4 separate regions of the Mus musculus genome follow, and all the other regions are linked to region 1. Evidence: chromatin contacts called from public HiChIP or PLAC-seq and promoter capture Hi-C data. All regions are on one chromosome and are shown on one strand. Each heading gives the region's core, a stretch centred on a gene start, on an enhancer-like site or on the middle of the called end of the contact. The rest is flanking DNA. Distances are from core to core; before and after follow the strand shown. Region 1 holds the start of Sec23ip (Sec23 interacting protein). Region 2 holds the start of Orai3 (ORAI calcium release-activated calcium modulator 3). Region 3 holds the start of Wdr11 (WD repeat domain 11). Region 4 holds the start of Cox6a2 (cytochrome c oxidase subunit 6A2).

Region 1 (7,617 bases), core at 2,833-5,332:
TTCTATTTGGTGTCTGATCATCTGATCCCCTTGTGCCTCTTGTTTCTGGTGGTAGAACTCTTCTAAGGTGCCCTGCCCAAAGTCCTGTATAAGATTTGCCCCCAGCTCAGTGAGTTCTTCCTGAACGATTTAATCAAGGAGGTTGTGTAGCCTTTGTGGGCATCTCAATATGGCCAAGGAACTGGCAAGTGCTCAGAACTCTCTCCTAGCCCAGCCTTTAGCTTCTAACCTCAAAACACCCAAATGATCTCTGCTTCCAACCTGGCAACTAGGGAGCTATGACAAGATTCCTATACAGCATACAGATCAGAACACTCTTACAGGGCAGACCCTGAAGGGCCTAGAGAATTTAGGAACTGTCAAGTTTTCATAGAGAAGACATTTTCCCTAGAAATGGGATATACCTCAGAAAACCCTGATTTCATCATCTATACCTACTCGGCTGTAAAAAGGTAGTGGTGATCTGAATGTAATCTAGAAAGTATATAGCTGAAGAATAAGAACTTCTTGGTGGCAGAACACTTGCCTGTCATGCAAGCCCTAGCAAGGGATCAAACAGAGAGAGATGGCGACAGATGAACAGAGACAGCTATGACCAAACCCAGAAACCTCTGTAGTTCAGAAGGAAAAGGGAACCAAACCTGCCCTTCTGCCTTTGTTGGTCCCCTGGAGGGAACGTATCCTTAAATCATAGCACTTGGGATATAGTCAAGGAAGGTCAGGAGTTCATAGCCAGCCTTGGCTACACACTGAATTTGAGGCCAGCCTGAGCTACCTATATATGACCCCGTCTCAAAAACAAATAGATAAAAATTAAGAGCTCCACAGTGGTGGCCCATGCCTTTAATCCTATCACTCAGGAGGCAGAAGCAGGAAGATCTCTGAGTTTGATGCCAGTCTGGTCTACACAGCGTGTTCTAGGACAGCCAGGGATACACAGGTTTTCAAGAAACCCTGTCTTGAAAGAAAAATTAAGTTTGTGATCACCCACAAAGAACAATAACTTTGTAGAGAAATGACAGAAGAAAGTAGTTCTTAGTTCCCAAAGGCAACAAGCTGCAGGAAGTCAAAATAGGAGAGATTCATGGTAGACACAGTATATAAGATCTTTCTGCTTCTGGGTTGATAAGGATCGAAAGCTCAGCCAGGCGGTGGTGGCACACAACTTTAATTCCAGCACTTGGGAGGCAGAGGTAGGCAGATTTCTGAGTTCGAGGCCAGCCTGGTCTACAGAGTGAGTTCCAGGACAGCCAGGGATACACAGAGAAACCCTGTCTCAAAAACAAACAAACAAACAAACAAACAACAACAACAAAAACAAAAACAAAAAAACAAACCAACCAACCACCAAACAAAAGGATCGAAAGCTCTTCCAGGTAACTAGCTTCTGTGTTTTCTGGTAGAAAGGGGTGGGAGGATGCCTTGAAACCCTCCTGCCTTTGTACAGACAATGGGAGGGCAAGCGGTTTTCTTATACATGGTTCTGCTCAGTTGCTTTCAGTTCAAGATAATCTTTATGCCAAAGTGGCATGATTTGGAGTGACTCGGGATGAAAGAGGGAACTAGGACTTGGCATTTCAATATGACTTTGTGTCTGACTTTTGTGAGTTGAGAAAACTAACGTGGCTAAGACACTGTAGTTGTCTGAATGAGAATGGCCCTCATAGGCTCAAAGGTTTGAATACTTGATCCCCAGTTGGTAGAACTGTTCAGGAGGGATTAGAAGGTGTGGTCCTGTTGGAGGAGATGTGCCATGGAGGCAGACTTAGCTTCAGAAACCTCCCGCCACTCAGTGTGCACTCTGCCTTCTGTTCTCAGATGATGATGTGAGGTCTCAGCTGTTCCTGTCACCATGCCTTTGCCCTGACATCGGAGACTCTGACCCTATAAAGTCATAAACCCAATTAAAATCTTTATAAGTTTTCTTAGTCATAGTATTTTATCACAACGATAGAAAAGTAACCATGACAGATGATATCACCACTGCATTCATCCATTCTTTCAGTAGAGAGAGTAGCCATGTTCTTGGAACCGAATGAGGGAAATTTCATATTTTAACTCTGTGCCTCATAATAAACAAATTAAAGCTATGTGTTAAGATATCTGGCTTTAGAGAGGCTATCATCTATCTATCTATCTATTATCTATCTATCTATCTATCTATCTATCTATCTATCTATCTATCTATCATCTATGCATTTAGCCTTAGTTTCCTTGGAACTCACTATGTAGCCCAGGCTGAGCTACATCTCCAGTGCCTATCGATGGATCCTTAATTGGGAAGAGTGCAGTCAAGAAGGGACCTGATTAGAAGAAGTTCACTCAGCCAGGGCAGTGGTGGCACACGCCTTTAATCTCAGCACTTGGGAGGCAGAGGCAGGCAGATTTCTGAGTTTCAGGACAGCCAGGGCTACACAGAGAAACCTTGTCTTGAAAAAACAGACAAAAAACAAGAAGAAGAAGAAGAAGGAGGAGGAGGAGGAGGAGGAGGAGGAGGAGGAGGAGGAGGAGGAGGAGGAGGAGGAGGAGGAGGAGGTGGTGGTCACTCAGTCACTCAGGGCATGCCCTTAAAAGGTATATCTCATTCTGGGCCCTCTTCTGTCCCTTTTCTCATCTTAATTGTTATTTTAGTTTTTTTTCCCCTTCCTGTTATGGTTTAAAATAAAAAAAAATCATATGTTGAAGTTAATTATGCAAAGTGATGGTTTTGGAATTTAGGCCTTTCTCTCTCTCTCTCTCTCTTCTCTCTCTCTCTCTCTTTTTATTCGAGACAGGGTTTCTCTGAATAACCCTGGCTGTCCTGGAACTCACTTTGTAGACCATGCTGGCCTTGATCTCAGAAATCCGCCTGCCTCTGCCTTCCAAGTGCTGGAATTAAAGGTGTGCAACACCACAGCAGGGCTGGTCCTCTGGGATCCCTGCACTCATAAAGAGGTTTGAAGCCCTAGTTCTCAAGTTTCAACTTTAGTTTTTCTTCCTCAGGGAAGCTTTTTCTTCCTTAAGTTTTTCGCTAATGATCTGATGGAGAGAGATACATGCTCGCTCTTCCTAGAATGTTTAGATCTCTGTCCCCAGATGATGTCAGTGTTCCAGGAAACACACTTAAGGAAAGCCTGCCATTTATATTATTTTGTGTTTAGTTGATTGTTTTGCCAGATTGTAAACCCAAAAAGGAAGGATTTCAGGTCTGTTTCATATATCACTCTCTGGTATATGGTTCTCAGCCTTGCTTCTTTATGATAAAGAGAATTTTCTTGACCAACTTCTAGTCTAGCATGGCTTTTAGCAGTTTGAGGCCATGTTATCTATGACTCACCAGAAGTTTCCCCATTACTAAGCTCTGTACTTCTTGGCCCCGTTGAAATGCTTGTCGAGGTAAACTCAACACTGCCAGAATTTAATGTTTTTATTCCAGCCAAAACCTGGTAGTAGGCAGATAGGTCCCCAAACCCTAAATTACAGCAGTAACTCTAGAATGTTGCAATTATACATCTTTTCTCTGCCCCTTTGAAACATAAATCGTCTACCACTTGGAACTGCCTTACCAAAGGCACTTTTTGTTGATGCACACATTCAAGGAGATAGTAGCCTGGAGTGGTGGCACACTCCTTTTAAGCTCTTGGGAAGAAGAGGCAGACAGACCTCTTGAGAATTCCAGGCAACATCATGAAAACGTAACTGAAAAAAAAAAAGGAACCCAGCCGATAATAATTCTTACTTCCAATTCTTATGACCGCCTGTCATAAAGATATAAGAATTGCAGTGTGTGGTGGTATTAATCTCAGAAATGGAAGAGCTGAGGCAGGAGGATAAAAAGTCAGTCTGGGCAGCATAGAGAGATCCTGCCTCGCAAGCAAGCAAATAAACCAACCAACCAAAAACAGATACTCCATGAGAAACTCAGGGCGTCCAGGACATCTCAGAATCTGCGACTTCGAGCGTCAATTAACGCTAGGATTCATCGGCCACACCTCTCTATTCTATGCTGTGATTCCAGAGGCTGACCCAGTCTCGCGAGACCGAGGCTGTCACGTGATAGGCTTGGGTCTGAAGCCGATTCCACCTTATTGATTTTGGGCGGCGTCAAATTCCGGAAGAAAACCGATCCCGGAGTCGCTGGCCTGTGGCACCTGTGCGCAAGTGCGGAAGTGCGGTGGCATCCTCGCTAACCGGTTTCCGGTCTGTGTGCAGCACCGGGCTCGCAGAGCCACGTAACGGCCGGGGGTCTGCAGCCATGGCGGATAGGAAGGCTAACGGCGGCGGAGCGTCCGCCTCCTCGTCAGGCACTAACTTACTCTTCTCCTCCTCGGCCACGGAGTTCAGCTTCAACGTGCCCTTCATCCCCGTCACGCAGGCCGCCGCCTCCCCGGCTTCCCTGCTCTTACCCGGAGGTAGTGAGCCGAGGGCGCTTGGGGGCCAGTGTCTGTCCCGGGAGGCGGGTGGGACAGGAGTGTCGCCTGCTCTGAGTCGCTTGCCAGGGTCAGCAGTGACCAGCTTTCAGAGGGCCAGGGACTGGAGGATCCTGGAGGAGGGGCTCCGGTGATGAGGCTTGGAACTCCTGTCATTGCGCAACTGTTTGTTGAACACCCACTGGTGTGCTGGTGCTGGCAGAAAACGCAGCTAAATTAGACAGTTACCCTTTGCTAGAATCCGAAAGCTGCTCTCTTACTGGGAAACACCGGTGATAGGGTAGGACATCACCTAGGAGACAGTAAGTTTCTCCAGAGGAGACAATGCCTCTCTTGTAGAGGACTATACACTCTCTCCTAGTAAAAGCCCCCCCGTTACACTTTTGATTAAGCTCTGTGTATATCTGGGAAGGCTGATTTCTCTCTCTCTCTCTCTCTCTCTCTCTCTCTCTCTCTCTCTCTCTCTCTCTCGTTTGTCTCTGTCTCTCTTTCTCGTCTGTCTCTCTCTGGTGGTTTGGAGCACAGACTGTGTTCAGACCCGGCACTGCCATTAACTTGCTGTGTGGCCTCAGTCATGACATTTTACCTGTCTGCTTAGATTTCATGTTTTCAGCTCCTATCCCTGGGTTTGAGAGCAAGGTCTCTCTGTGTAGTACTGACTGTCCTAGAACTCACTGTGTAGATCAGGCTGGCCTCAAACTTAAAGGATCCACCTGCCTCTGCCTCTCTGCCTCTGAGTGCTGGGATTAAAGGCATTCGTCACTATACCCTGTCTCATTTTTGTAGAGTTCTATATCTAGTGTCCCACACGTATTGTTGTGTAAATACTTGTGAGCTAAGTACTCTGCCCCTCCATGTGGACTGTGAACTTCTTACCTCTTTTCATTTTCAGGGTCCTGTTTTTTAGTGCCTAGCACACAGGTGCTTGTTAGGTGCTGAGCTTTCCCCACCAAATAATTCCTCCTTGGAGGACTAAGGGGAGTTTCCCGCAGAAGGGAAGAAAGACAACTGAAAGCATGTGTATCTGCAGTGTCTCCTTTCTGTCATGTTTCTTCTCGGTGCTCGTAACTGTCTGACAGGTACATATGCCCGCTTACCCTACCAGGCCAGGGTGTAAGCTTTGTCAAAGCAGGGGCTGGCCCGATGCCTGGAATGCAGACTACAGAATTTCTAGTGGGAGTTTGCTGAGCGACTGGGGGGATGGATCCACGAGTGCCCCTGCCTCATGGAAGCGGTGTGACTGAAAGGTTCAGTGATGCTTTCTTTGGTGAAGAATTGTGGCTGGACCAGAGTACTGTGGAAGGGTCCAGGAATCAGTAAGGTCGTGCCTTGGGTTTTTCAGATTGTTCTCGGCCTCCAGAGTGGTGTTTGATGCACGCTCGTTTTCCTTGATGTATGATATTTAATTTGTGTGTTATTGTCGGTGCTTGACATTTCTATTCTCTTCTTCATTTTCTTGTTAATTTTCTGTTCATTACTGTTTTTCTGCCTGTGTGTCTATGTGGGGGTGTGGGACCCCCTGGAACTGGAAGTTACAGACAGTTGTGAGCCGCCATGTGGGTGCTGGGAATTGAATCCAGGTCCTCTGGAAGAGCAGCCAGTGGTCTTAACCATTGAGCCATCTCTCCAGCTCAACATTTCTGTTTTCAGCTTTAAGATAAGTATATCAGTCTTTAAGGTTTATTCATTTATTAATTACTTTTTGAGACATGGTGTCATTTTGTAGCCCAGGGTAACCCAGAACTTGTGGCAGACCTCTTGTCTTAGTCCCCAGGTGCTGAGACTACAGGCATAAGCCACCACTCCCAGCTTTATATTTTAAAAGCTTCTTAAAAGTTTATTTTTACTATTTTAAAAAATGTGTACTTGGGTATGTCTATCTTTGTGTCCATATACATGAATGTAGTTGCTCTCAGAGGCCAGAGACTTTGACCGTGCCTGGAGCTGGAGTTACAGGTGGGTGTGAGCACCTGAGTCCAGTGCTGGGAGACAAATTAGGGCCATCTTTAAGAGCCATGCTCTGTAAGAGCAGCACAAGCTCGCAATGACTGAGATAACTCTCCAACCCCATCTTGAAAACTCTTTGTTTCTTAGATTTAAACTTATTTTTTGTGAGAGCACAAAAGGTTTTAGAACTACCATTCTGTAACAAGCCTGTCTGTCTGTCTGTCTGTCTTCCTTCCTTCCTTCCTTCCTTTCTTCCTTTCTTCCTTTCTTATCAGGATCTCTCTGTTATGTAGTAGCTCTGGCTGTCCTGGAACTCTTTGTGTAAACCAGGCTGATCTTGAACTTAGAGTGATCCACCTTCCTCTGCCTCCTGAGTGTATAACAAGCATTCTCTACACTTAAAGATGGCTTGATTAGAGATCTCTTGAGAGCATTTCTGGAGCCAGAGGAGACTCCATCTCCTTGAAAGCAGCAGTTAATCACATCTGTGGAGGAGACACACAGGAAGCAGAGACGAACTGAGCAGCTTGTGTTTGTCAGGCCCTGTTGCAGATGTCAAGGTAGCATGGAACAGACAGTTCTGCCCTCTCCCTCAGACCAGTGTATACATACACACAAACACTGGTTATTGTAGTACAGGTTAAAAACAGCTGGAGATGGATGGGTCGGCCACTGTGGCCGCTGTGAGTCTCAGCTGGTGGAGTAGAGGGACGATGTCCCTGAAAGGCCTCAGAATCTCAAAGAGAATGATCAAAGAGAGTGGAGTTTGAAGGATCGATAGAGGAACAGTCTGCAGGCTTGGCAGGAGTTGGCAGTGTTCCGTATGGGACCTCTTTCCTCTCCTCTGCATCCTGTCCTTCCACCCTCCACTTGTCTCCAAAAAAGATGCCTAGTGTGTATGCAGAATATTAGCCTAGGTGTCTGTGGGCCTCATACTGTCCTAGAAGGTTTGGACTTCATTGGACTCCGGGGAGCCTTTGAAGGGTGTTTGTTGCTGAGGGTCTCACTATGCAGCTCTGGCCTAGAGGTGTGGATTTAGGAAGTGCTCCTAGGGTAAAGCCTGCAGTGTGTTGAGGTCAGTATCTTATGATCGGTGCTAGTTTGAGAAATGCTTCTTGGACTAAGTCAGTCTGTTCTCTTACTGGGTGAGTGATTCCACAGAAGGCTCTTGATTGTTGGGGATGAACACAGTCCTGTGAGGCTCACAGGACTGGAGAGTGATGGAGTCGGAGTATGTTTTGGAAAAGCAGAAGGCTGAAGC
Region 2 (7,617 bases), core at 3,364-5,863, 980 kb before region 1:
AGACAGTTGTCTCAGAAGGGAAATGAGGACACAGCTCAGTGGTGAGGGTTCACTCTACATGCGTGAGGTCCTATGTTCAGCATTCCCCCCCAACTCCCAACACACACACACACAGAGTTTTAGCACTGTGCAGATGTCATATGCCACAGCACAGTTTTGGCAACTTACCTTGGACTGTGATGTCTGGTGATGTATTTTTTAGAGCCAGGTTACTGCCTGGCAAGTGACTATGGTATTGTTATAAAATGAGATAAGAGTGTGAGTCAGCCCTGGCCTGGGGTCCTAGCTTGCTCTGTTATTTTGTAATCAGGTGCTCTGGGGTCCTGGCTCTGCTATTTTGTAATCATGTGCTCTGGGACAGGTGTTCTCATCTGTAAGCAGAAGTGATTAAATAGAAATGTGGCTTCCTTCTTACATTTTTTTTTAAATTTTAAATTATATGTATATGTTTGTGTAGGGGGTATGTTCACATGAGTGCAGGTGCTTACATAGGCCAGGGGTGTCAGAATGCATACTGGGTCCTGGGAATTGAACTCAGGTCTTCTGGAAGAGTGGTATATGTGGTTAACTACTGAGCCTCAAGGCTTGGCTTCTTCAAGTGGAGTTAAAGGCTCAGCAGTATTATCACAAGAGAATTTGGAAGGAAAGTAAATCTAAGATCTTGGGCCTTGTGCAGTTCTGGGCTTGCTGCAATTCTGGGGTGGGGCCAGCAGTCCACCTCAGGGACTTAGGCCAGTAGTGTGGGGGTAGGAGGACTCTGAACTCTTTCCCCCGGAGATAGGGGAGGAGGCTGCCTCTGGACTCACTCTGCAGTGGCTAGCAGTCTCTTGAGTGTAGGTCATCCCAGTAGGGTTTTGTGGACAGAGCCACTTGTGGAATGTAGCCTCAGTGAAGCTGAGACAACGGTGGGACTCAGAGAGATGAATGCTGTATCAGGGAGTTAGCCAGGCCTTGGTTTCTATTGCTGTGATGAAACATGAAGTCCCCAGAGGCCCTCGGGGAGCAAAGGATTAACTTCATCTTACAGCTTAGAGTTCAGTATGGAGTCAGGGCAGGACCTCGGGCAGGACGGGGAGCAGAGCAGAGGCCATGGAGGTTCACATCTTACTGGCTTGCACGGCTTGCACTCAGTGGCTTGCTCGGCCTGCATGTTTATACTACTCAGGTCTACCTGCCCAGGGTGGCACTGCCCATAGGGTGGCACTGCCCATAATGAGCTGGGCCATCTCATGTCATGAATTGAACATGATATGAACATAAAAAATATATATATGCCCTCACAGACTAGCCTGCAGGTTAATCTGGTGGAGAACTTTTTTTGTTGTTGTTTTTTGTTTTTTGAGACAGGGTTTCTCTGTATAGCCCTGGCTGTCCTGGAACTCACTCTGTAGACCAGGCTGGCCTCGAACTCAGAAATCCGCCTGCCTCTGCCTTCCAAGTGCTGGGATTAAAGGTGTGAGTCACCACTGCCCGACAGTGGAGAACATTCTTAAGTTGACATTTTCTTTGCAGATGAAGACACACTAGCTTGTGTCAAGTTGACAAAAGAACAAAACAAAAAGCCTAACCTGCACACACCACCAGAAAAGGTCAGGTAGAGAAGAGATACTATTTCATTTGTGTTTGAGAATGCTTTTCTTGATACCAGAAAGTAGATCGGGCATTAGCACTCAGGAGGTAGAGGTGGGAGAATTGTTGCTAATTTGAGGCCAAGTAGGTCTACACAGGCAATTCAGTCCAGGCAGAGTTACATAGCAAGGGTGTGGGGAGGGTGCCTGCAGTCAGACCGGGTTCTGGTGCAGAACGAATGAAAGGAGTTCAAGCAAGCCTGTTGTTGAGCCTCTGTAGTCACGGGAGGGTGGAGGGTGCTGTTTATTGGATAATGGGTAAAGACACCGAGCATCCTACTAGGGACAGAGCATTGAGCAAAAGTTCCTGCTTGCTTGGAACTGCCGTTTCTATGGAGGGAGGAAAGGGTCAAAAAGCAAAAATGTATACAGTGTATCAGATCCCTGAGATGGGGGCTTAGGACTGAGGAATGTTGAGACTTGAGAGCTCTCCCGGAAGGTTTCCCTGAGGGGATAGGAGCAGGTCAGCTGAGATGCCACGTGTTGCTGTGAAGAGCCAGTCATGTGGAGCAGCAGCAGTTGAGGAGACTCCCTTGTTGGGAGCAGGTGTAGGGCAGATAATGAAGACCACGAGGACAGGCTGGGAGGAGCGCTAATACTACTTTATCTGCCTAGGGCAAACTGAGAGTCGAGGCCGACTGCAGGGGGTGGCAGAACTTCGCCTAGCTGGTCTGGAGCTCACAGATGCCTCCCTGAGGCTCCTGTTGCGCCACGCTCCCCAGCTCAGTGCCCTGGACCTGAGTCACTGCGCCCACGTTGGGGACCCCAGTGTCCACCTCCTCACGGCTCCTACTTCCCCTCTTCGAGAAACACTGGTGCACCTCAATCTCGCTGGTAAGTGCGATCCCCCGTGTGAAGTCCCTGTCTACCGTGTGCTACCTCCTTAGCTGTCTAATCTCAACTGCTGCTGCCCCTTACGCAGGGTGCCACCGCCTCACGGACCACTGCCTTCCACTGTTCCGTCGATGCCCACGTCTTCGCCGCCTGGACCTACGCTCCTGCCGCCAGCTCTCACCTGAAGCTTGTGCCCGGTTGGCGGCTGCTGGGCCCCCTGGCCCCTTTCGCTGCCCAGAAGAGAAACTGCTTCTCAAGGACAGCTAGTTGGGTGCCGATGCCCCCTTCCCTTCCCTTCCCCAGGACTCAGCCAGAGAACCTGGACCTCTTGCCTTCATTTCACCCCCTGTTGGGAGGCCAGGTTATTTTCTTCATGACTTGGCACTCCTCAGTTTAATGACTTGGGATTCCTGCCCAGGGACTTGAGCCAGCCTTCCCTCTCTCCCACCTGCACTGATATCTCTGGGGGTCTTTGCTTCCCATCTCTCCCTTTCACCTGCTTCATTGTCCATCCCCTCTGGGGAGTGGGTCAAGAGGTACTGGGGAGGTGCTGAGCCAAAGGGATGGTGGGAGGGAGGGGCGGTGAAGGTGCAAGTCTGGAGTAGGGAAAATGAGGTGACATGGTATCTTGTACACAGGATACTGGGGGCTGGGGGAGGCGATGGATGGGTGTGGGGAGGGCAGAAATCAGACCAACAAGGGTTCAGGGAACAAAGACCAGTTGGGTGGGATGGGGGGCCAAAAAGGGAAAACAGAGGAGCAATTGGGGATCCGAGTGTCAAGACAGGGGGCGCTACAAGCCAGGTAATGCCAGGACTGGGGGCTGGGAGAGGAGCAGATGTGGGGATAGTACCCTCTGCGTAGGGTTGCCTCTCTCCCCTTCCCTCTACCCAGATTTCAGTTTTCCCCGACCTTGACTCCTTGAACGTCACTGAAAATGGCAGCTATTGCAAGGAGTAGGGGCCGCGGGTCTACCTGCTGTTAAGCTCGGTGGCCCAGGGGAGTGGTGAGGGGTAGCCCAGACCCCTGCCTGGCTCTCTACACAATACTTGAACATTCATCTGTACTGAAGTGTTACTTGAACCGGGGGAATCTCGGACTTGGGGGAGTGTGATGTGAGGGGACCAGCTTGACCGAGACTGGGCTATGGGTACCCAGTTTGGACTGTCCCACCCCTAGCTCTCTTGCATTACTGTCTTGAACAGCTCCACCCTTCACTTGAGTTGGGGTGGGGAAATGTCAGCTTAAAGATGGGCAAGATGGGACTCCTCCAGTTTGGCTCTTCCCATTCTTTCATCGTCATGGAAACTCGTGTCCCATTTGCCCAGGGAACTGCCACTCCTGGTTGCCATGGAAATAGCAGCCAATGGACACCTCCGGAAATCAGTGCTAAGACTGGAAACGGTCCCTCTTAGTTGCTGTGGGAACTTAGTAACAGACTCTTGGCACCTCCCCTCTTCCCACCCCTTTCCTTCTTCCAGTGTGGGGGTGGGGTCTCAAGAGCCTGAGGGAGGAGTCAGGTCTAGGTCCCACTCAACTTAGGCCAGGGGGAACTGGATTGTACTACATGGGGGTGGGGGGAGGGGAATCTATCCACATACCTCAGGTAACAGGAAGGTGCGCGGGTTGGGGGCGGGGGCTGGGCGGACCAAAGGCAGGAGGGGGGGCCTGGGGTTGGAGAAAGGCTTGACGGTGGGGCCGCTTGCGGGAGGGGAGGAGGCACCCCGGCGAGGGACAAGTGGGGCACCCAGCCGGGCTGGACCCCTAACCCCACAAGTCTGTACAATAAGGTTTGCTATAAAACTCAGAATCTAGCCGGGGCCGCTGACTTTTTGTGTCTGTCTGCGGTGTCGAGTCTGAGTGGTGGGTAGGGATGGTGGAAGGGGCTCCTTTGGTCTCTGGGAGGAAAATGGGCTTAATTTTCCTGAGATGACTGCTCAAAGAGGAGTGTGGAAGTCTGGACACCTGTGAATGTCCAGGTACATACACTGGGTGGTCTGAGGCCAGCAAAGTCCCAGCAAAAGCTGAGGCTGAGCATTCACGTCGTGGCCTGGGTTAGAGGGTCCCTTGAGATCTCTGCCCGTGGGCAGACTGCAGGGGTTCGTCTCACGGCTCCACCCAATCATGTGGTCACCGGGCTCCGCCCCTGCCCCAGTTCCTGTTTCGGCCCCTGGGCCTTCTAGACGCGTCCGTAACTGTTCCCGCTGGGTCTGCCTTGCCACCCAGGATGGGGTCCCACCCGCGCTTGGGCCGTCCCTTCTTGGGGATACAAGGCGCCTCGGCCCCTCCTTGACCATCTGCGCTTGTGGTGTAACTGCTCTCAGGATGAAGGGCGGCGAGGGGGACACGGGCGAACAGGCCCCGCTGAACCCGGAGGTGGACAGCCCCGCGGGCTCAGCCACGTACCGGGAGTTCGTGCACCGCGGCTACCTGGACCTTATGGGGGCCAGTCAGCACTCTCTGCGGGCGCTCAGCTGGCGCCGCCTCTACCTCAGCCGGGCTAAGCTCAAAGCCTCCAGCCGCACATCTGCTCTGCTGTCGGGCTTCGCCATGGTGAGGGGTGGGAGGGGGTACACGGGGTGGGTAAAGCACGTGGTGGGAGAAGTCAAGAAAATGGGTCCCCAGTACTGGACTGAATAAAAGGGTTTCTTTAGGATAAAAGAAGGAGCTAAGTCCCAAGGGACTGGAAAAACCCTTTATGTCGGGCACAGCTCTAGGAATATAAACAGACTGAAGATCGGTCCCAGAAATGCCGTGGAAGAAGGGAGTAAAGAGGTCAGCAGATGCAGACTGGTGGGGGGAAAGTCTGAAGTGGCTTAGTTACCAAGTCCTCGAGAGTTGAAAGGCAGTCAAAGCTGAATGAGAGCCTATATCAACCAGATCGGGGAAGGGGGATAGTGTATGTGAGAGTCATTTGACTGAAGGGCCCACCTCTCAGAAGGCACAGAGAATTGCCGGGAAAACTAAGAAACCATGAGGAAGCTGCTGGGGAAGGAAGCTGATCAGGGAGCTAGCAGATAAGTCTGATAAACTGCAGGTGTGGGAGGATAATGTCAGCTAACGGTCCCAGCAGTGGCCCCGGGAAGTGGAACTGAAGATTCCAGAGTGTGGCCTGCAGATGTGTCCTGGTTCCTCCCTACTTAGGGCCAGCTGTGCGGCCCCAAGTCGACATCCACTCCAGTTGCCATCTTTAGGAAGTTGTGACATCATAGAAGGTGCTGTCTCTGTGGTCTGCCAAGCTTTTGTCCAGGAGGATGTGGGATTCTTATGGAGACCCCCTAGAACTAGGTGTGTTAGAACAAGCTCCGCTTAGCAAAGGAGGCTCTTCTAGAACAGTGTGCTATCTAGACTACATGGAAGCTGCTGTTTAGACAAGGATGCTCCGCAGGGTATGGGTGTGGAGTGAAGCTCTGCTAGTTTCAGTTTTCTTCACACTTGGGGGGAGGGCACCCTTCATAATGTACCCTTGTGTAAATAGGCCTTGGAGGGAGCTAAGGTGAGGGCATATAAAAGTAACTTAGGTCAATACCTCCCTTTTTTCTGCAACCTCAATATCAGGACGAAAGAATCTGTAATCTTAAAGGTTGCTCTTGCTCTGTTGCTTGTAAGGGGCCCAGATTTCCCCCAAACAGCCCCATAGTTCCTGAGGACATTTGACTGAAAGGAATCAGCACCACAGAAAGAAGGGCACAGCAGCTTGTGTTTGAACCACGTGGCTCCGCCTGCTTCTAAAGGAACAGTACAGTGTGCAGCAGAAGTTGCAGAGCAGATCGTTGTGGTGTCAGTGTGAGAGGGCTTTCTCTGAGGAGCAGTAGGCTGAATGTGTAGGTTCTAGGACCGCCCCCAGTCCTGACAAAGAACCCTGGGTTGGACCCTGGGAGACACCAGAATTAAGCCTGGCCCAGATCCCTGTTTGTGAACACACCTGCCTACTATCTGCGGTGGCCCAATTCCCCAAAATACTCAGTTTTATTTTTGTAAGTACCACTGTATCCCTGCACCACAGTAATCTCGGGATCTGTAAGAAATGGGCCGGGCGTGGTGGCGCACGCCTCTAATCCCAGCACTCAGGAGGCAGAGGCAGGCGGGTTTCTGAGTTCGAGGCCAGCCTGGTCTACAGAGTGAGTTCCAGGACAGCCAGGGCTACACAGAGAAACCCTGTCTCCAAAAACCAACAAACAGAAATGGGAGATATCTTCCTAAACCCAGGTGGCCTGAAGTTAAAACATACAAATCATATTCACAGGCTGTGAATCTAGCCTAGTTCTAGTTGGTAGAGTATTTGCCTACCATTCAGGAAATCCTAGGTTCAATTTCCATTTAAACAACAACAAACATGGTATAGCGTATAGCACACCTATAATCCCAGCACTTGAGGTAATAAAAAAGAACAAACAAGGTTGTTCTTGGCTATACAGAGAGTCAAGGCTAGCCTGGGCTTCATGAAGTCCTATCTCAACAAACATTCAATGTTCAGTACCTGGTATAGTGGCAGTTGTTCATATAAGAAAAGGCATGTTAGACTGCACAGTGAGCTAGTGACAGGATTTTTGACTTCAGCAGCCTGGCTTTAAAGCCCAAACTTGTCCATCAACACAAATGTTTGCAAAGTTCAGGCTAGCTGGGTGGAGTCACGGTAGACTCCCTGACCTGTCAAACATGAGCAGCCATGATTCATCCTGCATAGTTGGCACATTGAATGCAGCCCCGGTGTGACCAGATATGACAAGCTTTTTAGATTGATCTGGAAACGTGAAGCTTATTGGAGTTTAAGAGATGGCAGTTACTACCTTCTGGGTTTTCTCTCTTTGTGCCTTAGACATTAGCATCAACTCTAACAGTCTGTGCCTGGCTCTAGTCATAGAATTTAATGTTTAGCATTAACTTTCTCACTGAGACTATTGTCCCCATTTTTCAGGTAGGAAACTGAGGGAGGCACTTGCTCAGAGATTACACAGTTGTTCAAGGTCATAGGACTGTAACCCTACTCAGGACATTGAAGTAGGGGGGTAGTGAATTTGAGGCAAGTCTGGACTAGTAGGCTGTTGTGAGGAAACTACAAATTGTAGAACTGAGAACAGACCCAAACAGCTCAAGATTTTTGCTTGCTTTGGGTCTATAGTGACTTTTCTTTCTTTTTTCTTTTCTTTTCTTT
Region 3 (7,617 bases), core at 1,507-4,006, 850 kb after region 1:
TTGTGGGCCACTCTGCTGCTACACAGTGAGTTCTGGGCCAGCCTGGGGGAAGAGGAAAATGAGAAAAAGAAAGAGAAAGGGATACAGAGTGAGGGAGGGGGAGGGGAAAAGAAAAGGAAGAGGAGGGGAAGGGGGAAAAGGAAGGGGAAGAGACAGATAAGGAAGGGAAAGGGAAGAGGGAGGGGAAGAGGAGAAGGGAGGAGAGGGGAGAGGAAGGAGAAGAGGGAAAGAGTGAGGGAGAGAGGGAGAGATGCATAGATAGATAGATAGATAGATAGATAGATAGATAGATAGATAGGTAGATAGATAGATAGATAGATAGATAGATAGATAGATAGATAGATACATGGTAGACAGAGAGATGATATCCCTTGTAGGCCAATAATTCTTTCAATATTGCCCCTGTATTCATTGAAATGATCTGATAGCCCTCATTTTAAAGCTGGCTGTCATGGTGTTTGTGTCTTGGAGGCTCACAAGCCAAATTGGACTCTATTTTCACCCAAATCCTTATCAATTCTTCTCTTGCAAGCCATGCCTTCAAAAAGAAAGGTCTTTATCTGCTAAAATGATATCTTAGAGGAAGCAATGCAGTCACTGAAAACAGCAGGCCTTGTTTTATGCCTATCAGTAAATAAACAAGGAATTATAGGAAGCTAAGTGTTACGTTAAGGCTTTGTAAATGTTTGGTCTAATTTAATCCTTTTCTCTGCCACAATAACAGGGGGAAGGAGTTTGTATTAGTGCAGGTTCTATCTCTCTGACAGAACACTATGATCAAGGCAACTTAGGAAAGACAAAGTTTATCTAGACTTACAGTTCTGGAGGGATAAGCATCAATCAAGGCAGGGAATTATGGCAACAGGCAAGATGGAGGAACACATGAGAACTACATTTCAAACCACAAGCAGAAAGCAGAGAAAACAAACTTGAGATGGTCTATCTAAGCCTTTAAACTCTCAAAATCTGTCCCCAGTGACACACTTCCTCCATCCAGGCCAGACCTCCTGAACCTACGAAACAACCGACAACTGAAAAATCAAATGCTCTAATGCTCAGGATGGTGAGGGACGTCTCACTGAAGCCAGCACAGAGGCTGAAAGGAGTTAAAGATGCTTCTCAGAGTCACAATGAGTGACCTAAAGCCCTCAGTAACACCGACCTTCCATGAGCCCCTTGAAGATGCAGGAGAAGAGGGACATTCATGTAGATTTTTACATATGCAAGCACTGAGCAGGACTATCAGCAGGGTTCCAAGAGTCATCATGCTATGCAGTTTCAGTAACTAAAAATACAGATGAAATCTACATATATAGTAAAGAATATCAAAAGAACAACTTACCAACATTTGTTTCATTTCATCATTTTTTAAGATTTCCTTTCATTTCAACTATGTGTTTATGTGAGGGTATGTTCTTGTGTAGGAGCAGGAGCACTAGAGTCTAGAAGGGTGTGAACCCTGGGAGTTGGAATTACAGGTGGTTGTGAGCTGTCTCACTCTGGTGCTGGAGAACACACTTAAGTCCTCTTAACTGCAGCCTTTGACTTTGCTGGGAATATTTGCGTAGCCAATTGACTCAAGGTTCATGTTGACATTTATGGAACGACAGTGGTTTTTTTATATACATCTTATATGTTTTAATATAAATCTTATATATAAATATTGTAATATAATCTATATATAAACATAGTATGTATTTATATTATGTATGTATATTTTATAATACTACATATTATAATATATAATTTCTATAATGTATTGTGCTATATATCATATAATATACATATCATAAAATATATTTCTATATTATATGTTTATTCAACACATACTTTTGTATATTTTAATAAACATTATATATGTATATATATATGAAAAGGAACTTCAATTTATAATAAACGAAGAATACTTATAACTCAGAAGTGAAAAGACAAAGTGAGCTAAAATATCCCAATAGGGTATTTTTAAAAATAATTACAAATGGCTAAATTGCTGCTAAAAGACACTCAACATCTTTACTCACTGAGTCTTCCTCACCTCACTTGTGTGTTGGCCAGATTTCCAAATCTGAAACAAGCACCCGAGATACTCAGTCTCTAAAGGACAATATCTCGGAGCTTCTAGTCCATGCCTGGTTTGCCCCATTGTTCTTGAACCTATACCATGGTGACGATGCACAGCAAGATGGCAAAACCTTTCACTTCATGGGCCACAAAAAATAAGGAGGAAAAGACCAGGGTCCAACAATTCCCTTCAACAGCACCTCCCACCCCAACCTGGGCGCTTCTCCTAGTGATCTAAAAACCTCCCAATGGGCCCTTCTTCCTAAAGTAGGGAAAATCACGTTTTTTAATACATGGTCCTTTGGGAGCGAGTTATGCAAACCCTATTAGCCAGGATAGTTATCACATAATAAAAAGAGAACAAACATTAGTGAGCATTAGTGAGTAGACAGTCACTGTGTCTTCTCATGCAGGACCCTTCTACAACAAACAGTGGCTGGCAATGGTAGTTGCCCTAAATTAACATATCAAAGGCAGAAAAGCAAACTGGGAGTTTTATTGTTTTGTTTTCACGATTTCCAGCAATCTTTCTCCCAAAAGGAAGAAAGCAGATGCGACTGGTAGCAGAACCCCTCTTCCATGCTTAGCTCCAACCCACACTCCATGGGATTCACTTGAGTTTCGGAACTTTGGAGAGGGAGGAACCTAGAAGTCCTAGTTCCTGGAGAGACGACGGACTATTGGAAGGAGGAACCTGGGATTTCACGGAACCCAACTGCTGGCGCGGACGCGACTACCCGGACTTTGGAACGGAAGAGCTGCTCGTGTCGCTTCCTGCCTGCCGGTGGGGAGGGCCGGGGTGCCGCCGCGATGTTACCCTACACCGTAAACTTCAAGGTGTCAGCGCGCACCCTCACCGGGGCTCTCAACGCGCACAACAAGGCGGCGGTGGACTGGTGAGGGCAGTGCTTCCGGCCTCGGCCGCAGTTCGCGAGGGGACGGGGAAGAACACTGGGCTTCCGGTTTTCCTCGCCTAGACCGCGGCCAGCGTCCCACAGCTCGCAGATTTGCTTTTAGTTGAGACATTTGTGTTGTCCTATAAGTCGCAAATGCCTGGAGCCGGCAGGTCCTCGGTGCAGACAGTTTCAGTCCTGGGTTCTTTCTCCGCATCTCATTCCTTTACTGTCCCCATTTCCTCTTCCCCAGCCTGCACCCGGGAGGGCTTCTCTCCTTGTCTCCTTTTCTCTTCCTGGTCCTGACTCTTTCTTACTCTTTCAGACTCCTCTTTTTCACTTAGATGCATTCAACAATGCCCCAAACTGTGTCCTGTCACTTACCTACTCCCACTTTTATCTTTACTGGTTCCCGTGAAGCACGGCCTCCACAGCCAGTTCTCTTTCCACAGTGAAATAACACCCAGGTTCTGAGAACTAACCATGTGAGGCAAATCCTATTACTGTTGTGCTAGGAATGTTGCTGCGGAGGCTGAGACCTCTCATGTACTTTTTTATCTGATTGAAAGGACTAAGACTAGTCACTCATCCTAGGGGCATTGTGGATTCTATGTTGTTATAAAAAATAAATGTTATTAAATGCTGAATAAGACAGCATGTGTTCATACAAAACCAGCCCAGATTGGTTTTGCACATCAGAGCTCTTTGTAGATATCTTTTAGAACTGTTGATCTGAGTGAAAATGAGTCTCAATAAATATTTGTAAACTTAGCTGGGGGTGTTTTGTAAATGGAACAATATCACAAGCCTTTCACTTTAAGAAGTACTACTAATAATGGCACATGTGAACTAGATTTGTTTATGATAGGCAAAGTTGAGTCGCTTTGTTTTATATTTTAACACTTGTTTCGCCAGGGGCTGGCAAGGTTTAATTGCATATGGATGCCATTCACTGGTGGTAGTGATCGATTCCAATACTGCCCAAACTCTACAAGTTCTAGAAAAACATAAAGCTGATATTGTTAAGGTAAGTTAAGTCACACATCAGCCCCATAACCTCAAGTTTAATACGTCATCAGGTTCTCATTAAGTCATAGATATAAATACAATTATCTAGGGTTGCCTAGCATTTACATACCCATGACTTAATGTCAATCCAGAATACATTGTTAAGTGCTAGTTCTGGGGCACTTTGAAAAGGTGAGTGGAAATACCAGTTCTGTCATTTACCATAGCACCCCCTCATCCATTAGTTTTGAACACTGACTACCATGTGCTAAGAAAATATAAAGTGTAACTGTCTTTGTGGGTGTGAGTCACACTGTGGTTTTGATTTGTGATTTCATGGCGAATATAATCTGTGATTTCATGAACATCTTTTCATAGACTTGCTGGTTATTTGTGTGTCTTTGTAAAAGCCCTGTGACCGTTTGTATATGCTCGGCCCAGGGAGTGGCACTATTAGAAGGTGTGGCCCTGTTGGAGTAGGTGTGTCACTGTGGATGTGGGCTTTAAGACCCTCATTCTAGCTGCTTGGAAGTCAGTGTTTTACTAGCAGCTTTCAAATGAAAATGTAGAACTCTCATCTCCTCCTGCACCATGCCTGCCTGGACTCTGCCATGCTCCAGCCTTGATGATAATGGACTGAACCTCAGAACCTGTGAGCCAGCCCCAATTAAATGTTGTCCTTATAAGAGCTGCCTTGGTCATGGTGTCTGTTCACATTAGTAATTAAGTAACTAAGAAAAATGCCTACTCTGATTCTTGGCCCACTTTGAAATGTGTTGCCTTGTTACTATTAAATCGTGACCTGAATGAGCCCCTTATCAGACGCATAACCTGCAGATATTTTCTCTTATTATTTGGTCTTCTTTTCATTTCTTTTGACAGTGCCTTTTCAAGAACAAATGGTTTTAATTTTGATATAATTTATTCTTTATTTTACTTTTCCATTTATTTGTGCTATATCCAAGGAATCACTGGTTTCTCCAACATCAAGCAATTTACAAGTTTATTTTTAGCTTTTTATTTCAGTCCTTGATAAATTTTAAGTTAATTTTTGTATTTGGTATGAAGTTGAGGGAAACTATATCATAGGACATATTCACTTATGTCCTATGGTCTTGATAAACTTACTTATTAGAACTAGTAATTTTGGGCTGGATTTTTAGACATAGATATAACCATGACATCTGCTAACCAGAGCAATTTAATTCAGTAATTTCCACTTGCTTATTTTTGTTTTTCTTTCCATATTGCATTGGCCAGGACCTCTAACTTCAGTGAGTCAGAATGCTAAGTGGTACTTCTATAGCTTAGGGGAAGGCATCCAGGCTTTCATCATTAAGTTTTATATAAAGTAGAGAGGTTTTAATTTGAGGTTTTCAAGGAGAGAAGTGTTGTCACCTCCCCTTTCTCTTTCCTCTTTTGTCTTTTCTGGAGTTTCATTTATGTGTAGACTTGGGCTTCAATTTGATAAGTCTGTTTTCTTCTGAACCTGAAGAAATTATTGTCAATTCTTGAAGTGAATATCTTGGTTAATTTTATCAGCTTTTGTTGGTGTGAGGAAATATTTTGCCTTTGGTTCTTTTTTTGTTTGTTTTGTTTTAAATATTCTCAAAGGACATAAGATTTCTGGGTTGGTAGTTTAATTTTCTAGAAGTAATTTTAAAATACCACTTCATTATCTTCTAGCTCACATTACTGATGAGAAATTCTTTCTTGGGTTCTTTCTATGAATTGTACCTTCCTATGTTCTCTCTGTTTTCTGTAGCTTGGTGTGCATAGTTGATTATGCAGACGTTTATAAATAAGTGTCTTAGAAGTTATGTAAATAGACCTCAGTGCTGTAACTTCATACATGCACACACGTTTCTTCCTATTCAGAGTAATTATATCCCATAATGTCATTGCAGACATGGAGTTAGGAAATACTAACTCATTGTTTTCTAAGCAGTCAGCTTCCTGTGACCCTCTGGACACACATTGTATCACCTCATCAGTACATAGCCTTTGTGTATTCCTGTTCCTACCTAAATTGAATTCATTACCAACAGCTGCATCTCTGAACAGAGCTACTTCACACTTTTTTTCTGGTTAGGCACATTGTAACCTCTTGCATGCAGCCACAGTAAGGAGCAGTATGCTAGGGACCATTTTAAATAAGATAGCAAAGAAAAAGCCCAAATATAGAAAACAGTGGTAAAGCTCTGAGATGGACATTTATTTGCACCGTTAGGAGTGAAGTAAGGATTCCTTATTGTCCCACAGCTGGTTGCATGCATGTGTTGGTCAACTCTGGTTAGTCACCAGTCTGTCCTTGTCTGCAAATGCCCTGTACATATTGGCTTTGAGGTTATAAACACATGATATCAGGTAGCTGAGTTCATATTTGCAAACTCCATACAATATAAGTTATTAGATTTACCTGTATGTAGTCAGTATACATAATACACGTGGTATTCAAATGTAAATATATACATATGTATACACACACACACACATGTACACATTTATTAAAAAGAGTTTTACCTGAGAAGTTTAAAGATCAGTAAAATTAGTATTCAGAAAACTTTATTTTCATCTTCTCCATAAATTCTGTTGTAGTTTGTGGCATTTCTTTTCTACTTTGGTATTCTCTATATATGGTTGTTTCTAGGTGCACACACCTATGTATGATGACCTATGTTTCTGTATATTTGAAGATTCTATAATGTTTATCTATTAAACTGAACAGCAGATTTGGAATCTACTCTTTGGTTATGGAATAGAAGTGCAAGGCCTCTGTGGTCTGCTCTGTGGAGCTATCCATGGGCTGGTCATAGTGAAATAAGTTGGGTATTTACACGTTATACAATGGCAGGGTGCTGAGAGAGACAGAAGGTAGTCCCGGGCTTCAGGGGTCGCCAGGGAAAGCCACAGCTGATGGTGATGACCATGAGATAGATGTGTCTCTTCCTCTGATTATTAATGTTCAGGGTGTCATCAGATTTACCATACAGTTCTGGTAGGGTTTTATTTTTAATTTGTGTTTGTGATGCTGGGTAGGGCCTTGTACAAGCTCACTATGTACACTACCACTGAACCGCATACTCAGCTCTTATCTTATTGGTTAAAATTTTAAGACAGGATGCTGCTGCATTGCCCAGGCTGGCCTTGAGCTTGGAGTCCTTCTGCCTCAGCCTCCAGAGTATCAGGAATTTTTTTGTTTTGAAATATGAAGTTCAATTTTATTAAACATATGGGTAATCTCAAAATTATCCAGAATAGTAAAAGTAATTTGAAAATAATTAAAATTCAGAAAAACTTCAGGTGTGTATCCAAGTTCTGAGCAGCTCTAATATGATGTAAAATGGCTGAGGAAATTTACAATGAACAGGTGTGTAAAGTAATTGAAGGGGAAAAGTTCAGACATTAATTAGCAAGAATTGTGAAGATCTTTGTTGGATTGTTTTTCTCTTAAATTAACATATTTAAGCATAAGTATTAAAGAAATATTGAAATTATGAATACAGACCCTAATTCTTACTCATGGAAAGTAGACTTTATAATGGTTTATACTTTTGCCATCAATCACTGAATGAAACACAGAAGGGAAACAAAATGGGGGCGTAAAGCAAAAGGAAATACAGTTTTAAGTAATTTTGAAAATTTAACCAGTAAG
Region 4 (7,617 bases), core at 2,318-4,817, 540 kb before region 1:
GGAGAGGAGTGGAAGCTGGCACCGAGGCTGCAGATGCATTTGAAGACCATCGTTGTTTCCCTGCATCAGCTGCTGGACCCAGTACTGTACAGCGAGCTGGGATTCAAACGGAGATGGCGTCGGAGCGGTTTCTCACTAACATGTCATTCTCTCCAGGCAGGAAGATTCTACCAAGCATTTCAACTTCTCATCTTCCCACGGGGAGAGACAGAAAGAGGCCGAACATCGATATCGTGTGAGAAGCTAGAGAATACGTGTGTTGGTCTCAGCTCAAGATGGAGAAGACTAGAGAACTATGGGTAGGAAATAAATGGGGGTGTTCTAGGGATCATACCAATACCTGGTCTCCACTCCTGCAGGTGAATAACCTGAGTCCATTGACGCTGGCCATCAGCGTTAACTTCTGGGTCCCCATCCTTCTGAATGGTGTGGCCGTGTGGGATGTGACTCTGAGGAGCCCAGCACAGGTACACAGCCCGTAGCAGTTCTCTCTCCAGAATCCCTCTCTATAAGGATGCCATGCTCTGATCACCTCCCCCACTCCTAGGGTGTCTCCTGTGTGTCACAGAGGGAACCTCCTCAACATTCCGACCTTCTGACCCAGATCCAAGGACGCTCTGTGCTGGTGAGAAAAGCCCGTGTGCTGGGGACACGCACGGAATGCACTGATGACTCTGACTGTGTAGTCAGCCTGCGATTGTATATTCTCTACTCAATGCCAGCCTTTGTTTCATCTTTTTGTCTCTTTCTAAGTAAAGGCCCTCCTCCTCCTCAGCTTTATCCCCCTCCTGCCCCCAGGACTGCGCCATCGCCGACTGCCTGCACCTCCGCTGTGACATCCCCTCCTTGGGCACCCTGGATGAGCTTGACTTCATTCTGAAGGGCAACCTCAGCTTCGGCTGGATCAGTCAGGTGCGTGGCCAATAGCAGAAGTCCTCCCCTGGACCATGTGTGCCCGATGGGTCTGGGGCATCCTTGGGTCAGGGCAGTCCTTGAACCCTGAGCTTCCCCAGATCTAATTCCCAGCTCTGCCCCACCCCATCTTTTGCAGACATTGCAGAAAAAGGTGTTGCTCCTGAGTGAGGCTGAAATCACATTCAACACATCTGTGTATTCCCAGCTGCCGGGACAGGAGGCATTTCTGAGAGCCCAGGTAGTGATTGTGGCAGGCAGCTGCCAGGCTGGTGAGAGGGCTCTGAATGTTCTTCAGTCTGTAGTGCTGGCTGCGGATCTGCCAGCCTGGACGGAGGGTAGAGGTTCCTAGACCCTCAGAATGCATGAATGCTTCTGTGGCTCAATGCTTGGAAGCATTCATGGGCATTGGCAAGGGAGGGGGAATAGTAAAGGGGTGTGTTTGTGTGTGTGTGTGTGTGTGTGTGTGTGTGTGTGTGTGAGCACATGTGTGTGCATGTGTGTGGGTGTATATGAGTGTGTGTGTGGACATATGAGTGTGTGCGTGCCTGTGTGTGTATATATGAGTGCGCATATGTACATGTGTATATGACTGTGTGTGTGCATGTGTGCGCACATGCATGCACATGTGTGTGTTTGTGTGTATTGTGTGCCTGTGTGCATGAGTGTTTGTGTGCACATGTGTGTATATGAGTGCGCATATGTGCATATGTATATGACTGTGTGTGTGCGTGTGTGTGTGTTTGTGTGTACTGTGTGCCTGTGTGTATGAGTGTTTGTGTGCATGTGTGAGAAGAATGAGCATTCACTGATTTTCAAATCAGGTGTCAACGATGCTAGAAGAATACGTGGTCTATGAGCCCGTCTTCCTCATGGTGTTCAGCTCAGTGGGAGGTCTGCTGTTACTGGCTCTCATCACTGTGGCGCTGTACAAGGTAAATTGTTTTCACATCATTTTCCTAACACTACTAGTGTTCACTACCAGTTCTGTCGTGCACACCATACGACAGTAAGAACACAGATCGTAGTTGTAGGGCAGGCTTGGCCACATATTCTGTTCCTATCACATTTGCTTGGTCTTTTTCCATCTCTCCTTTTTGAAATAACAATGAAAGTTATATCACAGAATGGCTAAACTGAAGCAGACATGCCATATGTACAAATCTGCCCGACAATGAGCCTGTGGCTTCCTCCCACAACTAAGAGTGTAACGACTGCTTGGCACATGGCCTTTCTCTGTACGTGAGGGCCATTCACATGGCTGCCCTGACACACAGCTGGAAGTTATTTTAGTTCTCTCATCTTCAACTTCCCTCTTACCCAGTTTTTCTGACTTTACTACATTTTATAGCTTGGCTTCTTCAAACGTCAGTATAAAGAGATGCTGGATCTACCATCTGCAGATCCTGACCCAGCCGGCCAGGCAGATTCCAACCATGAGACTCCTCCACATCTCACGTCCTAGGAATCTACTTTCCTGTATATCTCCACAATTACGAGATTGGTTTTGCTTTTGCCTATGAATCTACTGGCATGGGAACAAGTTCTCTTCAGCTCTGGGCTAGCCTGGGAAACTTCCCAGAAATGATGCCCTACCTCCTGAGCTGGGAGATTTTTATGGTTTGCCCATGTGTCAGATTTCAGTGCTGATCCACTTTTTTTGCAAGAGCAGGAATGGGGTCAGCATAAATTTACATATGGATAAGAACTAACACAAGACTGAGTAATATGCTCAATATTCAATGTATTGCTTGTATAAATTTTTAAAAAATAAAATGAAAATGCAGGTGGAAACATCACATTTTCCTTATATAAAAAAAAATAACTGGAACCCAGATACCAACTGCCCAAGAGCCTGCCCAGCCCCTTCCACCATGCTGTTCCCAAAGAGCCAGAGGACACAAAACTTCCACACCTTTATTGAGCTTGGAACTGTCCACTGGAACCTCAGGGGCTCTCAGAGCCGGTGTGCAGAAGGCCAATTTGAAGATTGCTGGCAGAGCGTGTCTGCTGAGACATCAAGGGTGCTCATAACCGGTGGGCAAAGGATTGACGTGGGGATTGTGGAAAAGCGTGTGGTTGCCGTCCCCCCAGGCGAAGGGCTGCAGAGAGAAGGCAGACAGGTCACCCACCACAGTCCCTCCCCGCAATCCCCCTGCATGCTCTCACTCGCTCATCCTCTGGCGTACCTTGGTTCGGATGCGGAGGTGGTGATACGGGATGAACTCTGGGCGCTCGTGGTGGCCAGCGTGCATCCAGCAGTTAAGGGAGCAGAGGGCTACGCCGGGAAGAGCCAGCACAAAGGTCAGGAGGCGCCAGGTGTTGGCTGGAGGAGCAAAGGTGGGGTGTGAGTAGATTCATAGGCAAAAACTATCCCTGGGCCTAGAGGTCTGAAAGATCAGTGCCTGGTAGATCAGGAGAGAGGAGCCAGGAGACAGAAGGAGGGGGAAGCCGGGCAAAGAGAACAGATCGGCTAGGCTACTAAATCAGAGTCAGGCCTGGCCCCACTTACCTCCTGCCCCTCCATGGTCTCCTTTGGCTGCGCTGGCCATGCTCCGGCTCAGGACCTTTAGAGGCAGAGCCATTGTCAAAGGGAGGCTAGGAATGGCACTGTCCTTCTCTGTCTCCTTCACCCAGTCGAGAGGCTCTCCTCCCCTCTCAGAGCCAATCACCTGTTGAGCCCGCACATGGATGGCTATTTTTAGGGGCTTTCTCTATCTAAAGTGGGTCTTGACTGGCAGGAGATCCTCTTCAGGCAGCTGATGCAATGTGCCTTTTATTTTGGCAAGAGAAGATTTAAAGTGATACAAACTTGAAATATGTAAGCTGGAGGATCAGAGTTCAAGGCCACTGTTATCAACTTAATGAGTTTGATCACAGCTTGAACTACCTAAGATCTTGTCTTTAAAACAAATTTTACAGTGGGGTGGGGTGGGGGTGGGAGTGTAGCTCAGTTGGTAGACTGCCTGCAGTGTCTGCCTACCAAGTACCCATAATGTCCTGAGTTCTTTCCCTATTCCTACACAATCTCAGTGTGGTGCACTTATTTATAATGCCAGCCAGCACTTGGGACATGGAGGCAGAAGGGTCAGGAGTTCAAGGCCATCTTGGACTACGTACCAAGGTCAAAGCTATCCTGGGCTACACTGGACTGTCTATCTAAAGATTTATTTGTTTTATATATGTGAGTATACAGTAGCTCTACAGATGGTTGTGAGCCTTCATGTGGTTGTTGTGGATTGAATTTTTAGGACCTTTGCTCGCTCTGGTCAACTCCGATCACTAAGTCCCTGCTTGCTCCAGCCCAAAGCTTCATTTATTATTATACATAAGTACACTGTAGCTGACTTCTAGCACCAGAAGAGGGCATCAGATCTCATTACGGGTGGTTGTGAGCCACCATGTGGTTGCTGAGATTTGAACTCAGGACCTTTGGAAGAGCAGTCAGTGCTCTTAACCACTGAGCCATCTTGCCAGCCCTGGACTGTCTATCTAAATAAATATGTACTAAAGCTATCCTGGGCAACTCTGGACTGTCTATCTAAATAAATATGCACCATTTTTTCACAGTGGCACGGAATGACTTCATTTAATATTCTGTTCTCAATAGCTAGCACAGAGTAGACAAGTAATATGCTTAAAACTAGTTAGGTGCCCATTTAAAAAATTATCTGGGAATTGAATCCCAGGGCTGTGTGCATGCTAATTAAATGTTCCCCCACTGAGCTCAGGCTCGGTTGTTGCTGTGTTTCACTTGGTATTGGTGTGTGCTCATATGTGACACGGATGTGGCGCTCAGAGGACAACTTTATGATGCATACTCTCCTGGGAGCCGAGAGCAGGCCACCAGGCTTGTATAGTGAGCACCTTTGCCCACTGATACATCTAGCCAACCCAAGAAGCTTAAAGGCAAAGGGGGAGAGAAGATTGTAAGAGCCGGAGCTCTGTAGCCCAAGCTATATTCTCAGCCACAGGACTTTCTGTTCTTTCTCTCTGTGATAGGCTCTCACGATGTAGGCTAGGCTGGAATTGAACTCATGACCCTTCTGCATTCGTTCCATAAGTGCTATGGTCTAGGTGTGGATTGTACTGTACTCAGGTTTACAGTCTAACAGGATGCCTCTAGCTCTGAGCAAAGTTTGATGTATCTAATCCACTTATAAAAGGAAAGTAATAAGGGCTCTACACCTATACCTCTCATTTACTTTAAACTTGGGCTAGTAAGATGGCTCAGTAGGTAAGGGTGCTTGCTGGTAAGCCTGACAAACTGTGTTTGATCCCTAAGACCCACAAGGTAAAAGATATTCATGCTTCCAGGCCCCACAAGTAAATAAATGTCATAGAAATGGAATAGTTCCATCTACCCAGGTTCCTCTTTCTGTAATGAATTCTTCCCATAGTCATTTTTGTCCTGTTGGATTTTGGGACTGCTGTGGAAATGTGACTTTAAAATTTCCTGTCACCCCACCTCCATACACAGTTTCCTCTAATCTCCTCCCTATTTAGTTCCATTATGGCTACTGAAGAAAACAGTAAGAGGAACATTTGTACTTACAGAGGCTCTAGGTCTCCCTTTCCTCCTAAGTAGCCTCTCAGAGGTTTGCTGAGAATTCCCATCCTTGCCTTCTCTGCTCTTTGCAGCCACTCAGTGAATGCTGCAAAGGTCACTACTGTCCTCTACCGCCATCGTGTGGTACACTTGAGCACCTACATGGAGGTTTTTACTTAACCAATTTTCTACAGGTTTCTGTGTTATGATGTTGATTTTTGTGCTGCTGGGGACGGAACCCAGAGGCTAGGTACACAAGGCAAACTCGCACTCCCAGCTGCTGTTTTCTTTCTTTTTCTTTTGTTTGGCTTTCACTGAGTACCCCTGCCTGGCTTGGATTGTAAGTCCTCCTTGGTGCTGTTTTTCCAGGTGCATACCACCACATTTAGCAGGGTTTTGTCATAACTGTTTCCTTGTGAGAACTGTAGCATCTGCATCTGTAACATCTGTAGCAATTGTAGCATCCTTGCACCATGCATAAGTTAGATTCCAATTACTGGAAGGGTTTTTTTTTTCTTCTTCTTCTTCAGGCGGAGAAAAAACAAACTCACCTGTACCTGTCTTTGCTACTTTGTGGGTTCTTCTCTGCTCCCCTCTTTTATCCCCTGGTTTTAACTCCAACACTGGGTAAAAGAGAAACAAGGTTAGAAGGGAGAGAAGAATTAGGGAAATCTCTGAATCTAATGTCCTCCCTTTTGTTTCTTCTTTAACCACAGCTACTAACAACCCCTCCACCCCCCCCCACCCCCAAGTGACCAACACTCCCAGCCTGCCTCTGGGGCCCTCACATTTATGTATCCTCCGAAAAGTTCCCAGGATTCCAAAAGGTTACAATGGTAGAAAATATCTGCAGCTGGCAAAACCGTGCCTCTGCCAGAGCATGAGGCAAATCATAGTCAGCTGCTGCGGACTGTCGGAAGCAGCCTCACACCCCTACGCCTGGGAATAAAACAAATCACAGTCATGTAATTTTTCTGTGTTTTAAAAAAGAAATCAAAATTTCAGAATTCTTTTTTTTTTTAATTTTAAAACGGAGTTTATTTAGCCCCAATTAAGTCTAGTTTTATAAATTCCATCTGACTCCTCCACAGGAGAAAACTCATTGTTGTTTATTATTGTTGTTGTTGTTGTTATCATTACACACTAAGCCTGTCTGGGTGGCTATGTGTGAACTATCTGGGTGAGTCATAGGGTCTCCAGGAAGGTTGTCAGAGTTCTATGATTTCTTCTAAAAAGCGAAAAGGATTTATGTGATATAACTAAGTACCAGGAAGAGGTTATTTTTAAGCAGTTATCAGAAAATAAAGTGAAAGATGTGAAATGGGAAAAAAGATCTTTGAAGAGAAGTACTTGAGTAATCCAAGAAGCACAAATCAAAAGAGAAAAGGTTTCTTTTTCTTTGTCCTCACATCTTTAGCAGCAACCAGTTTTAACCAGTCAGGGATAGCCAGTGAGTATTAGGGGCATTATAACAGCTTGTGATTAAAGCAATTTAAAAAAGAGTATCCCAGATAGAGTCTCCCGGGCAGTCTTTTAGCTGCTGAACAGGTCACCAACACCCAGGCATTGCATGCACTGGGATTTCCCAGCATGAATCTTCCTCCCAGTTCCTTTTTTACCCTGGAGACAATTGCAATGACCAAGACAGGGAACATAGGAGCAATCTGTCTGTAACTTACAGACAGCCTCAGAGCCACCCTGGCTGTTGCTCCATTTTTCTACCCGTTCAGTCCAAGCAGCCAGGCCTGCCCTTCTTCCTTGGACTTTGCCTGACCTCGTCACCTCTCCAGAGTCCAACAGACACTTGTGTAGAACAAACCCCCAGGCTCTAGACTGGCTATTGACAAGAAGTCTTGCACTGAACTACAGTTGCAAATTCCTAGAGTCTATGGCACCATCCATTACAAAACACCATTAATGTAGAAATAGCTTCGAGAAGAGCAAACACCACAGGGAAAGATGGACCTGCTTTGATCATTATTCATCCTTATCTTATGGTTAGTAACTCTCTTATCCTCTCAGTTTCAGTAACATAATTGAATCTTTAGGGTAAATGTTTTTCTAAATAACTTTTGTCTGAATTATTTCTGGCTGGTAGTAACTATGTAACATCACACTGGCTGCTTTCTGAGGTAGGACTTTTGATGTTTGTGATG

Evidence for each region. Promoter capture Hi-C pulls out the DNA fragments that hold promoters and counts their contacts. HiChIP or PLAC-seq counts read pairs in DNA pulled down with a chosen protein or histone mark.
Region 2: a contact with region 1 is called in a promoter capture Hi-C map of pre-B cells. The contact joins the promoter of Orai3 here to the promoter of Sec23ip in region 1.
Region 3: a contact with region 1 is called in a promoter capture Hi-C map of embryonic stem cells, with 8 times the contacts expected there. The contact joins the promoter of Wdr11 here to the promoter of Sec23ip in region 1. A contact is called at or near these places in 6 of 39 promoter capture datasets (cranial neural crest, embryonic stem cells, hippocampal neurons and 1 more), 2 of 484 Hi-C or Micro-C datasets (embryonic fibroblasts and reprogramming fibroblasts) and 5 of 115 datasets of contacts at active chromatin or transcription factors (astrocytes, craniofacial prominence, embryonic forebrain and 2 more).
Region 4: a contact with region 1 is called in an H3K27ac HiChIP or PLAC-seq map of microglia, with 4 times the contacts expected there. The contact joins the promoter of Cox6a2 here to the promoter of Sec23ip in region 1. A contact is called at or near these places in 1 of 39 promoter capture datasets (the C10 cell line) and 1 of 115 datasets of contacts at active chromatin or transcription factors (microglia).

Annotation. Positions count from the first base shown.
Region 1 is chr7:128,740,788-128,748,404 of GRCm38.p6, forward strand. It overlaps Sec23ip (Sec23 interacting protein), which reads left to right and starts at 4,083. Exons shown (of 19, transcript NM_001029982.2): 1 at 4,083-4,391. The coding sequence starts at 4,235.
Region 2 is chr7:127,765,202-127,772,818 of GRCm38.p6, forward strand. It overlaps Orai3 (ORAI calcium release-activated calcium modulator 3), which reads left to right and starts at 4,614. Exons shown (of 2, transcript NM_198424.3): 1 at 4,614-5,015. The coding sequence starts at 4,788. It overlaps Fbxl19 (F-box and leucine-rich repeat protein 19), which reads left to right. Exons shown (of 11, transcript NM_172748.2): 10 at 2,244-2,462; 11 at 2,551-3,727. The coding sequence ends at 2,729.
Region 3 is chr7:129,589,107-129,596,723 of GRCm38.p6, forward strand. Wdr11 (WD repeat domain 11) reads left to right here and starts at 2,757. Exons shown (of 29, transcript NM_172255.3): 1 at 2,757-2,957; 2 at 3,870-3,981. The coding sequence starts at 2,872.
Region 4 is chr7:128,202,799-128,210,415 of GRCm38.p6, forward strand. Cox6a2 (cytochrome c oxidase subunit 6A2) reads right to left here and starts at 3,568. Exons shown (of 3, transcript NM_009943.2): 1 at 3,425-3,568; 2 at 3,102-3,238; 3 at 2,637-3,014. The coding sequence starts at 3,497. The coding sequence ends at 2,931. Itgad (integrin, alpha D) reads left to right here. Exons shown (of 31, transcript NM_001029872.3): 25 at 157-235; 26 at 360-467; 27 at 548-625; 28 at 799-912; 29 at 1,052-1,153; 30 at 1,737-1,847; 31 at 2,264-2,706. The coding sequence ends at 2,377. 4931431B13Rik (RIKEN cDNA 4931431B13 gene) reads right to left here and starts at 530. Exons shown (of 3, transcript NR_045183.1): 1 at 341-530.